2 separate regions of the Danio rerio genome follow, and region 2 is linked to region 1. The links are chromatin contacts, called in public Micro-C maps. All regions are on one chromosome and are shown on one strand. Each heading gives the region's core, a stretch centred on a gene start, on an enhancer-like site or on the middle of the called end of the contact. The rest is flanking DNA. Distances are from core to core; before and after follow the strand shown. Region 1 holds the start of cd82b (CD82 molecule b). Region 2 holds the start of tspan18b (tetraspanin 18b).

Evidence for each region. Hi-C and Micro-C count contacts between places; a contact is called where the count stands out from the background.
Region 2: a contact with region 1 is called in a Micro-C map of caudal fin, with 4 times the contacts expected there. The contact joins the promoter of tspan18b here to the promoter of cd82b in region 1. A contact is called at or near these places in 2 of 18 Hi-C or Micro-C datasets (caudal fin and an unstated tissue).

The regions. Positions count from the first base shown.
Region 1 is chr18:29,010,056-29,015,138 of GRCz12tu, reverse strand. It overlaps cd82b (CD82 molecule b), which reads right to left and starts at 1,995. Exons shown (of 9, transcript NM_212663.1): 1 at 1,899-1,995. It also overlaps a transcript of tp53i11b not described here.
Region 2 is chr18:29,172,674-29,177,756 of GRCz12tu, reverse strand. tspan18b (tetraspanin 18b) reads right to left here and starts at 2,498. Exons shown (of 9, transcript NM_001002439.2): 1 at 2,099-2,498.

The DNA of each region.
Region 1 (5,083 bases), core at 746-3,245:
AACGGAAAATATGACTACATCCCAAAGCAGAATTGCACCAAAGCACATTATAATCTAAATTCTCCTCCATATCTGGTCTCTGGAGGTACCTTCTTCTAATCAAATTTTAAAGGCAGCATTGATGTATCTTTCATATCGATAATCCATAATTCTGTGCATTAATGAGCATAAACTATAATGGAAACGTAAATTCCAGCAAGTTGATAAAAAAAAAGCATGTGATTTTGTTTTAACAGATCTTGTGATAACATAAACAGCTTTAATGGATGTGGCATGGCATTAACAGACAATCCAGCAAATCAACCATGTTTTTGTCATTCTAAAATCCCTTAGCCAAAGTCCATCATTAAAGTGGTACAGTACATCCAGAACATTCTTGCTCAGTGTTTTACCAAAGACTATAGAATACGCAAGACATGTCAATAGTATAGTTTTGAATTATGAAAAGTGTATGGTGCCAATATGGCCAATAAAGACCGAGGAACACCAATCATCGATCGCTATAGATGGACGATTCTCCAGAGGAGGGGCTTGGACCAGACGTGAGCTTCGGCAAATTTTGTCTGATTCGATCATTTACAAATTAAACTAAACATACAGTTAATTGTTATTTGTAATATGAATGTAGTTTTAAGCTTGGCAAACAATTTTGAACAATTTGATGTTTTCCTATTCAAACAGAATGCCCGAGCTTACTGCCTGAGAGGCGTTTCAAAGATGGCCGCCAAGTGAAATGACTTGCCTTAAAGGGATTTCAGTTGTATTCATACATGTTTTATGGAATATTCTAGTTTTGGCAAAAGTCTAATTCGCATCTTTGCAATTATAATTATATAATAAAAATATTTTGTAAAACGTGGAAGTCAAACAGGCACTAACAATATGTGAGAGATAAATCTTTTTGTTCTATATAAAAAACTACAGTGACCGAACACTTTGAAACTGACTGCAATACTTTTGTGAATTGTAAGATTTCAGCTTCTGCTGGAAAATGTTTATTAGCTGAAAAAAGGCTATGAAAGAGCTCAGTCAAAGCATTAATTTATTAATATAAAAATGTGTATAACTAATGTTATTTAAACAAATGGTGAGAAAGGTTTACATCAGATTTGTTGTCTGCATTTCAATTCAGTTTTATTTGACAAATAAGAAAACTTTATATCATAACATGCAACAAATCATGTCTGAGAAATAACAATAGGACAATATATTGAAGTAAATGAATTACAATGTTGGTGTTAAAACATTTTTTAAGACGGAGAAACCATATGGGGAATACCATATGGAACATATTGAATCGTAAATTTAGTAAAACTCACGACAAACATTGTCATGACTTTCTATAACATTTGGTCGACTTCTATTAAAACTCAGGCCTCAATCACAATTTTATAGTTCCCTAATATTTGGAGGTGCAGCGGGACTGTGAGGATAACACAAAACACGTGCATAAGCTGCTAGAACGCTTCTTTTTAATACCAACCAGCCTCGGTATAGTAACACGAAGACAACTTGTTCATAAAGAGACTCCCAGTTTCTAAAGAAGCTCAACCGTCATTTAATAACCACAGCTGCGCGTGTGTGCCGTATAAGCGTATTGCTGTAAGTCGCTGTAAATTCAGCGGTAACTTCAAGAACGCATTACAAACTGTGCAAGCTGCCAGTGCCACATCAGCGGACATTTAAAGCTGAATACAAAGTAGAAAACACACTGCAACAACTTCCACCAAACTAGTTTTACATGACAGAAAGCTATACCAGGGCTAGAAGCGTCACATCAGGACCTACTAAAAAGTTAGTAGCTTTACGTGTTGGCACTACTTCAAGCCAGCAGCAAGTTAAATCACTTTACTATAATCTGTATTTACCATTTTATTGATAAAAGGGAAATCATTTACCTGTTTTGTGTCAAGTCGCAGCGAAGATCCGTGGAGCAGCTGTCAGTTAGTTCGCTGTTGTGCTACTAACAGTCTGAACAAAAAGAGAGCAGCTCACGAGAAACCACATTAACCCTTTACTAGCCAGACGAACAGCCGCTTATGATCACTATCATGATGACCAGTTTCCGCCAAACCCCGCCATTGGAAGTTACTCCCACTACTTTAAAAGTATGCATTTACTATTTATTAAACAAACCAAACTCGAGCAGTCAGTGCTATTAAATGTTTTAATGACAGGAGTGTCAAATAGTTTGTTAGATAATAGTTTGTAAACTGACTTCACCACCACACGTGCTGCTTTACAGCTTCAAACGAAATAATTCTAAACTCTCCTCGCTAAGGATCCTTTCACAGCTAGCATTTTGTGTAAATACTTAAATATTTAAGATCTTAACGTGTTGATAATCCAGCTTTCTGGATTGTGTCACAGCAAAATCTGGTTCAAAGTCTTTTAGAATTTAGGGGTATTTTTTCTATATAGTTTCTATAACGTTACTTTTTTATTATTATAAAATTTAAGATTAAAGTCTGTTAAATTATGTTTAAATTAATTAGCTAGACATGTCGCTTCACATACAGTAAAATGTAATTAAGTTACTCTGCTGAAGGGATTTTCTCTACTAAAATACTGTGAAAGTCTGACCAATTGTTGCAAAAAAAAAATAATTATGATAAAAAATTAATCGATAGATGGATGGCATGTGCAACACTGCCCTCCTCCGGCCAAAAGGGGAAACAACCATGCTAAAAATAAATTTATATATATATATATATATATATATATATATATATATATATATATATATATATATATATATATATATATATATATATATATATAATTTAAAAAAAGCTTAGGCTGCTAAGTTGTTGTTTCAGCCAATAATATCTGAATGCAGCCTTTATGATGCATCATCTCAGACACAATGAAGCTTGTGAAATCACTGGTTAGACCCTTTTCGTTTTCATTTCAGTTGTATTGGAGGTAATAACCTAAAAGAAAAAATAATAATTCTTAAAAAAAATAAATAAATAAACTGGAGCTGCGTTTAATTGCAAACATAAATATTTACTATTGAACAGTTGTAGATAATGTTTAGGGGATATTTATTTACAAATATAAATGCTCAAGAAGGCACACATCTTAGAAATACCAATACAATGCAGTTCCTAGAATACTTTTAATGGGTTACAGTGCAGCAAGGTCAAATGACTTTAATGCAACATAAGCCCATAACTGAAACCAAAGCAATGTTATTTTAATAGAACTGGGGAACTATTGCAGTTTCATTATTTGTTTGAATTGGTTTATGTTTTTGTAAGTTTTACTACTGTATATTCCTTTGATTGATTTTAACCAATGTTTTATTTTTATTTAGTTTAATTTATTTCATTTTATTATAGTTATAACCAAGACCAAATAGAAAAAAAAGAATATTTTCGTTAGCAACTCAAGATTAAATACTTTATTTTATATATATATATATATATATATATATATATATATATATATATATATATATTCATTCATTCATTCTCTTGCCGGCTTAGTCCCTTTATTAATCCGGGGTCGCCACAGCGGAATGAACCACCAACTTATCCAGCAAGTTTTTACGCAGCGGATGCCCTTCCGGCCACAACCCATCTCTGGGAAACATACACACACACATTCACACACACACTCATACACTACAGACAATTAAGCCTACCCAATTCACCGGTACCGCATGTCTTTGGACTGTGGTGGGAACCAGAGCACCAGGAGGAAACCCACGCGAAGGCAGGGAGAACATGCAAACTCCACACAGAAACGCCAACTGAGCCGAGGTTCGAACCAGCGACCTTCTTGCTGTGAGGCGACAGCACTAACTACTGCGCCACTGTACACACATACATATATATGTGTGTGTGTATGTATATATATATATATATATATATATATATGTATATGTATGCATGTGTGTGTGTGTATATATATATGGGCAAGGCAGTGGCGCAGTAGATAGTGCTGTCGCCTCACAGCAAGAAGATCGCTGGGTCGAACTTTGGCTCAGTTGGCGTTTCTATGTGAAGTTTGCATGTTCTCCCTTCCTTCGCGTGGGTTTCATCCGGGTACACCGGTTTCATATGTATGTATGTGTGTGTGTGTGTGTGTGTGTGTGTGTGTGTGTGTGTGTGTGTGTGCGTGTGTGTTTGTAGGTGGAGGCTTTATATTTAACAACAAAAAACAAACAAATTTGAGTGGCAGTTAAGATAAATGTACATTTTCTTTATTTCAAAAAGATAACAATGCAGGTCCATAACAATAACATCTCTCAATAAAATATTTACACACACACATTTAAAAAGTACATTAATATCCCTTCAGAGGCATTATGTATACCGCTGACAGACAGCTAAAGCCACAATAGCAGCTAAACAGGTATTTATCTCTAATTGTATGGCAACACAATTCTGATCAGGAGACCTGATTAACAAATGATTCATGTTCGGCGTTTGCCACCATCATATTTAGATAGGGGAGTGTTATGAGGGATGAGAGCTTTGCTTTTAAATAATAATAAAAGGAACAAAACATATAGTAACAGCCATGCCCATTGTGAATTACTAGTTAGGACTGATTTGGTTCAAAGAAAAATATTTGCAGAAAAGAAGAGAGGTTTTTAATTCACATGTAATGTTGAGATTAAATCAATATGACTTAAGAAAGAAGCGCAAGCTTTTAACATTATAAGGCTAACCCCCTATATTTGTTCACATGTACAGCAGAGGTTTGATGTTAAATGGTTAGTTCACCCCAAAATGAAAACTCAGTCAAACTCACATTGTTCCAAACCAGTAAGACATTTGTTTATCTTCAAAAGACAGAGGTATTTCTGTTCCTCCATTGAAAGTCTGTTCACCCAAGACACTGCTGGATGGAAACAGTCAGAAATACATCAAAAAGCAAATTCATACAGATCTGGCTATTGAATATAAATCTATTCATACAGAAATATTAATCAGCTACCAACATTTACAGAACCCACACAATCTCAAGAATCTTTGCTTGACATGCAAGAACCAGTGATGAGCATTATTGTCACATGGTACATTTGAGCTTCAGCGAGAGCCAATAGAGTTTGTTCTTGCATGTGAACGCT
Region 2 (5,083 bases), core at 1,249-3,748, 160 kb before region 1:
GATTCCTTATTTCATTCACTGTACTTGGGTTTCTTTAAAACTACTTGTAAAAAATGTATTTAGTGTATGTAGTGCTAATTTTTTGACAATTATGCAAATTACAGTAACAAAGAGTATTGGTGGGTGTACAAGGTGTTACATTACTCTGTCATTGAACAGAGAAAAGCTTGCATTATTAAATAAACACTTTATTTCTAGGTCTCTGATGTCCTCATTTTAAGGTTTTACCTTGCAAAAGATCAAGAGAATGTAAAGGTTAACGCTCCAGTCTTACTTTTGAGCCCATGTTGAGTTGTGTGAGTGTGAGTGAAGTCTTTGAGTGCTTCTGACATCAGCATTTAGCTAAACTACAAAGCCACCAGAGGCCGGAATTAATGGATCCCCCAGAGCCAATATCTTCATGCACAAGTGCCTGACTAATTGAAAACTGGTCCGATTCTGCTTTGTGGAACAAGTGCAGCAAACCTTTATGTCAGACTATAAAAATAGGGTCCAGAAAAAGGTGGACAAATTCACTGAAACCCTCTAATGGATATAGAGTTACAGCACACATGAAGTTAGACAGTCGGAATGCAAGATTTAAAGCCAGTGCACTTGCAAATCTTTCAATAACCAGGTTTGAGAATTTATGGCAGGGCTTTGTTTGAAATAATATCCTCTTTCTTAAAGAAATGGATTCAGGAACATGAAAGTATTCAATAGGCATTCTAGTTCTTCTCAGTAACACCTGATTAGATAAGATCTAACTGCATGGCATCTTATCTGTTATAGTATACCACCACATATCATGTGGTTTGACAGGATGTCAAGTCATTTATTTAAAAAAAAAAGAAAGTTAAAAATGATGTAGCCTGGAGTGACAATCTTCTGAAGGCATACAGGCAAACAATTAACTTTGCTGCCTAAGTGCATTTAAAGATTAGTCGATTTTGGCTATATTGTACAGGATGCATTAACCTAGCCCTGCACTGTTTTTGTTGCTTTTGGAATGTGGCCAAAGATAATACTCATACATGGGTTAAGTTTTCAGGAAAATCCCTATAACTCATCTAAGGGTGATGCATTGTTTCAAAGCCTGGAGAATTTTAGTCTTTGTTCACAGAAACTTAAAGGGTTAAATTATGAATTTCTATGCAGACAGACAGACAGACAGACAGACAGACAGACAGACAGACAGACAGACAGACAGACAGACAGACAGACAGACAGATAGATAGATAGATAGATAGATAGATAGATAGATAGATAGATAGATAGATAGATAGATAGATAGACAGATAGATAGATAGATAGATAACTTACTCTCAAAATAAAGGTGCTATAGGTCTATAAGCTTAATTTTTGTTCCTCTAACGTTTTTGTGAAAAGTTCTATAATAACCTTTTTTTTTATAATGTGAGGAACAATTTCAAAATCAAAAAGGGAAATAATGTAATTAGCCTACATAACCTGCAATATTATTTTATCTATTTCACACAATGAAGACATGAACGAGGTATAAGACGCGCGGGTTTGATTGATTTAGACTGGCACTGAACTCATGCCCGTCGGCACAGCTGCCTCCATCTGCTGACCTGCGTGTCTGGAGGGGGATAAACTACAGTTTTGACTGGACCTCCTGGACAACACACGCTGCCTGATGTCACACCCCGTGGGAAAACCGCCAGCTTGATGCCTCTTCATCCCACCCAGACTTTCCCCGAGCTTTACTCAACTAATTAGATTTAACAGAAACCGCCGGATGGTGACACGCGCCGTCATCGCCGAAACAAGAGCGAGAGGAAATGTTTGTTTGTGGCTGACAGAAGAGAAATATTTAAGCGTCAAATTTATTTTTTAGATTCAAATCTTCAAAGTCTTTCAAACATTGTTAGGTTATACACTTAAATAAAAATAAACAGTGAACACAGAGTAAACGCATCGCTATTACAAAACAGCAGTTATTTGAGTGTTTATGTGTAGTTCTGTCCATCTGAAGTGATACCCAGGCACGATCCCAGAAAGAAACGCGCAAATCTTGCACTAAAATGAACCCATAATGTACTGAGCAGCTATCACAAGTAAACACCAGCAGAGTTTAGTTTATCGAGAATCTCACCTCAAAACACGGGTCCTTCTGTCCGGAGCTCCAGAGATGAAACGAGGTAAAATATGTAGGTTGTAAGTTAGCGTGGATGAATGCCCGACTGAAGAACTGTCGGACCTGTAGATCTACTACGAATCCAGAAGAAATATACAACAAAAGCGAGCTTGAAGCGTCTGCTAATAAATTCCAGAGACCCCCAAACTGCTGCCCTAATCTCACGTCCCTCTCGCTGGTAGTAGCGCTTCTATAGTTAAGGCTGGAGGAGGGAGGGACACACTCCGCTACAACTTCAACGCCCAGTTTACTTATTTCACTCTCTTCGCCTCCTGCTGCTGTCGATCAATAGATATACTATTATTAATGATAGATCTGTGGTGTCGGTACATTGAGGGACTCTCGCTGACTCCTCCCCGAACACCAATTTAACGCTTTGCTCGTTCAACTTGTGGGCGGAGATTTAATGGTCAAATTGTTTTCACTTCCCTAGCTAGCCCCCCTCAACACCACCACAGATGGCGAGTCAGATAAGAAAAGTATCACGATCCCTTTGTCTGCATGCCCTCAGAGGTCATGACACTGACATTCCCTGTGGCATACATGATATCCCGCCGCAATTCACATCTAGACCACAACTTCTGTCATAACACAACTCTCTATAGGGTCATACAGGAATTATTTAGTGCTTTAAACAGTCTAATTGTCCATGTGAAAGAGTGGAAATTAAGTCTGATTTTGATGCCAGGATTTTAAAATTAATTTTAGAGCAAAATGTGAAAAAATGCAATTGTTGTCTTATTTTACAAATAAGATTAGCAACATGCATTCATAAAAAAGATTGGATGAATTTCATGTCAATCTGCTGCATAACACAGTATGCTAGAGTAATTTGGCAGTTCATTTCGCTGTGGCGACCCCTAATAAACCAGGGACAAAGCCGAAAGAAGATCAGTGAGTGGATTTCCATTTCATGCTGGATATTTTATTTTATTTTTTAAAATAATTTTACTTTGAAAAGTCAAACTGAGTAAATAAATCAAGACAACACTGTCCCCAGCCACCCCTATCAGTATTCTGTCCATACTTGTTGTGACAGTGAGTTGGTACACACTCAGAATTTCGTCAAAGTGAAGGCACCTCTTAAAGTCTGCGTTGTTTAACTACAAGTCCTGTGACATGTGACAGTTCATCTCTGAGATGTCTGTGAGCGTGAGGAGACGTCTCTTTGTGTGAGTGCATATGTCGTCTGCATGTTATTGAAATGTCAGCTCTCTGGTGCTGGTGTCGTGATTTGAGCAGCACAAGTAGGGAGGGGGTCTATCATGGCTGGTGGGGGTGGACAGAAAGGGTACTTCAGGGTCATTTGTGCTTTCTTAAGAGAAGACGTGAGACACACTCTCCCACTTAAGCAGTCCATAAAAAGGAATAATTTACTTTAGCTTGCAGATGAGTGAAAGGAGAATGTTTGTGCTGTTGTATACTGGTAAGACTTGATTTCTTAAGAAATGTCAAATTTTAAATAATGTTGTGGTCACTCTCACTGTAAAAAAATGCTGGGTTCCATTAGTGATTTTTGATTTGTGTTTGGGACAAAATGAGGGAATTTTGAAAGTTAGCTCATTGCAAATTTAAGTGGATTGAAGATAAAACAATTAGGATGTCCCAAAAACTCTTAATAAGTGTGCCTTTTCAGCTCATTTTAAATAAGTTGTTTAAACAAGCAGCAAACATAATTTTTTTGAGTGCTTTTCAGAAAGTAAACCTACACAGGAGCAGTTTCTCAATATGGCATTTCTCTGCCCATTGCTGCCACTGTGAGAAGAAAATGTGTTTATACCTTGCAAATGACATTTTAATAAAAACATTTTATACTTCTAGGAACATGTTATGTATTTTAATCTCTAATTACCAATAAAATATTTTATACCTTAGATGACGCCAATGAGATGCCTTCTGCTGTAGATGCTATACCAACCAATACCAACTATGCTATACCAACCAATCAGGGCTTTTGTTGAGGCAGAATTTCAAAATGGTCAATCGGATTAACCAACAATTTAATTGAAATAAACTTTTCATAACAGTTTCAGTTCATCTGTTAAAATCTTAATTTATTCATTTTTTTCGGCTTAGTTTCTTTATTAATTAGGGGTCGTCACAGCGGAATGAACTTATCCAGCACATGTTTTACAAAGTGGATGCCCTTCCAGCTGCAATCCAACACTGAGAATCACCCATACACACTCTTTCACACACATACACTACGGACAGTTTAACTTATTCAGTTCACCTGCACTGCAAGTCTCAGGACTGTGGGGGAAACCGGAGCACCCAGGGGAAACCCACGCCAACACGGGTAGAACATGCAAACTCCACACAGAAATGCCAACTGACCCAACTGGGGCTCGAACTAGCGACCTTCTTGCTGTGAAGCAATACCCACTACACCACCGTGACGCTCAGTTAAAATCTTAATTTAAAATATTATATTAATTCAGTCATAATATATTATTGATGTCAAATAAGTTATTAATCATAATCATTATATTTTTAGGCCAAAAAATATTTAAATAGGTTTAAGGTACATTAACTCAAAATATTTTGATTATGGACAACATTAGGGTTTACACTGTAGTGTTCAAAGCTCATATATATCCAAATACAGCAGTTCAAATCTTGAGATGTTTTCGTTCTCGCTATGACAAAGATAAAAACGTAAAACTGAAAAGTAAAAAAAAAGTAAAAATAAAAATTATTGTGTCACAAAGTTGATAAAGTTTTTCAGACAAGAATGTGTAAAACTCAAATCTTAATCTTATTAATAAAAAGTTTTAGTTGTTTTCAGTTAAAAAATATTCAGACAATTCGTGGCCATTCAATTCTCATGTACCCAGCTGAGAGCAACCTTACCTTGGCCAGTGCTTCTTGCATCTGACCATGTATCTATGTCTTTATATTTATCAAATTAAATATTATTTAATTCATGTTGTGCATATCCAA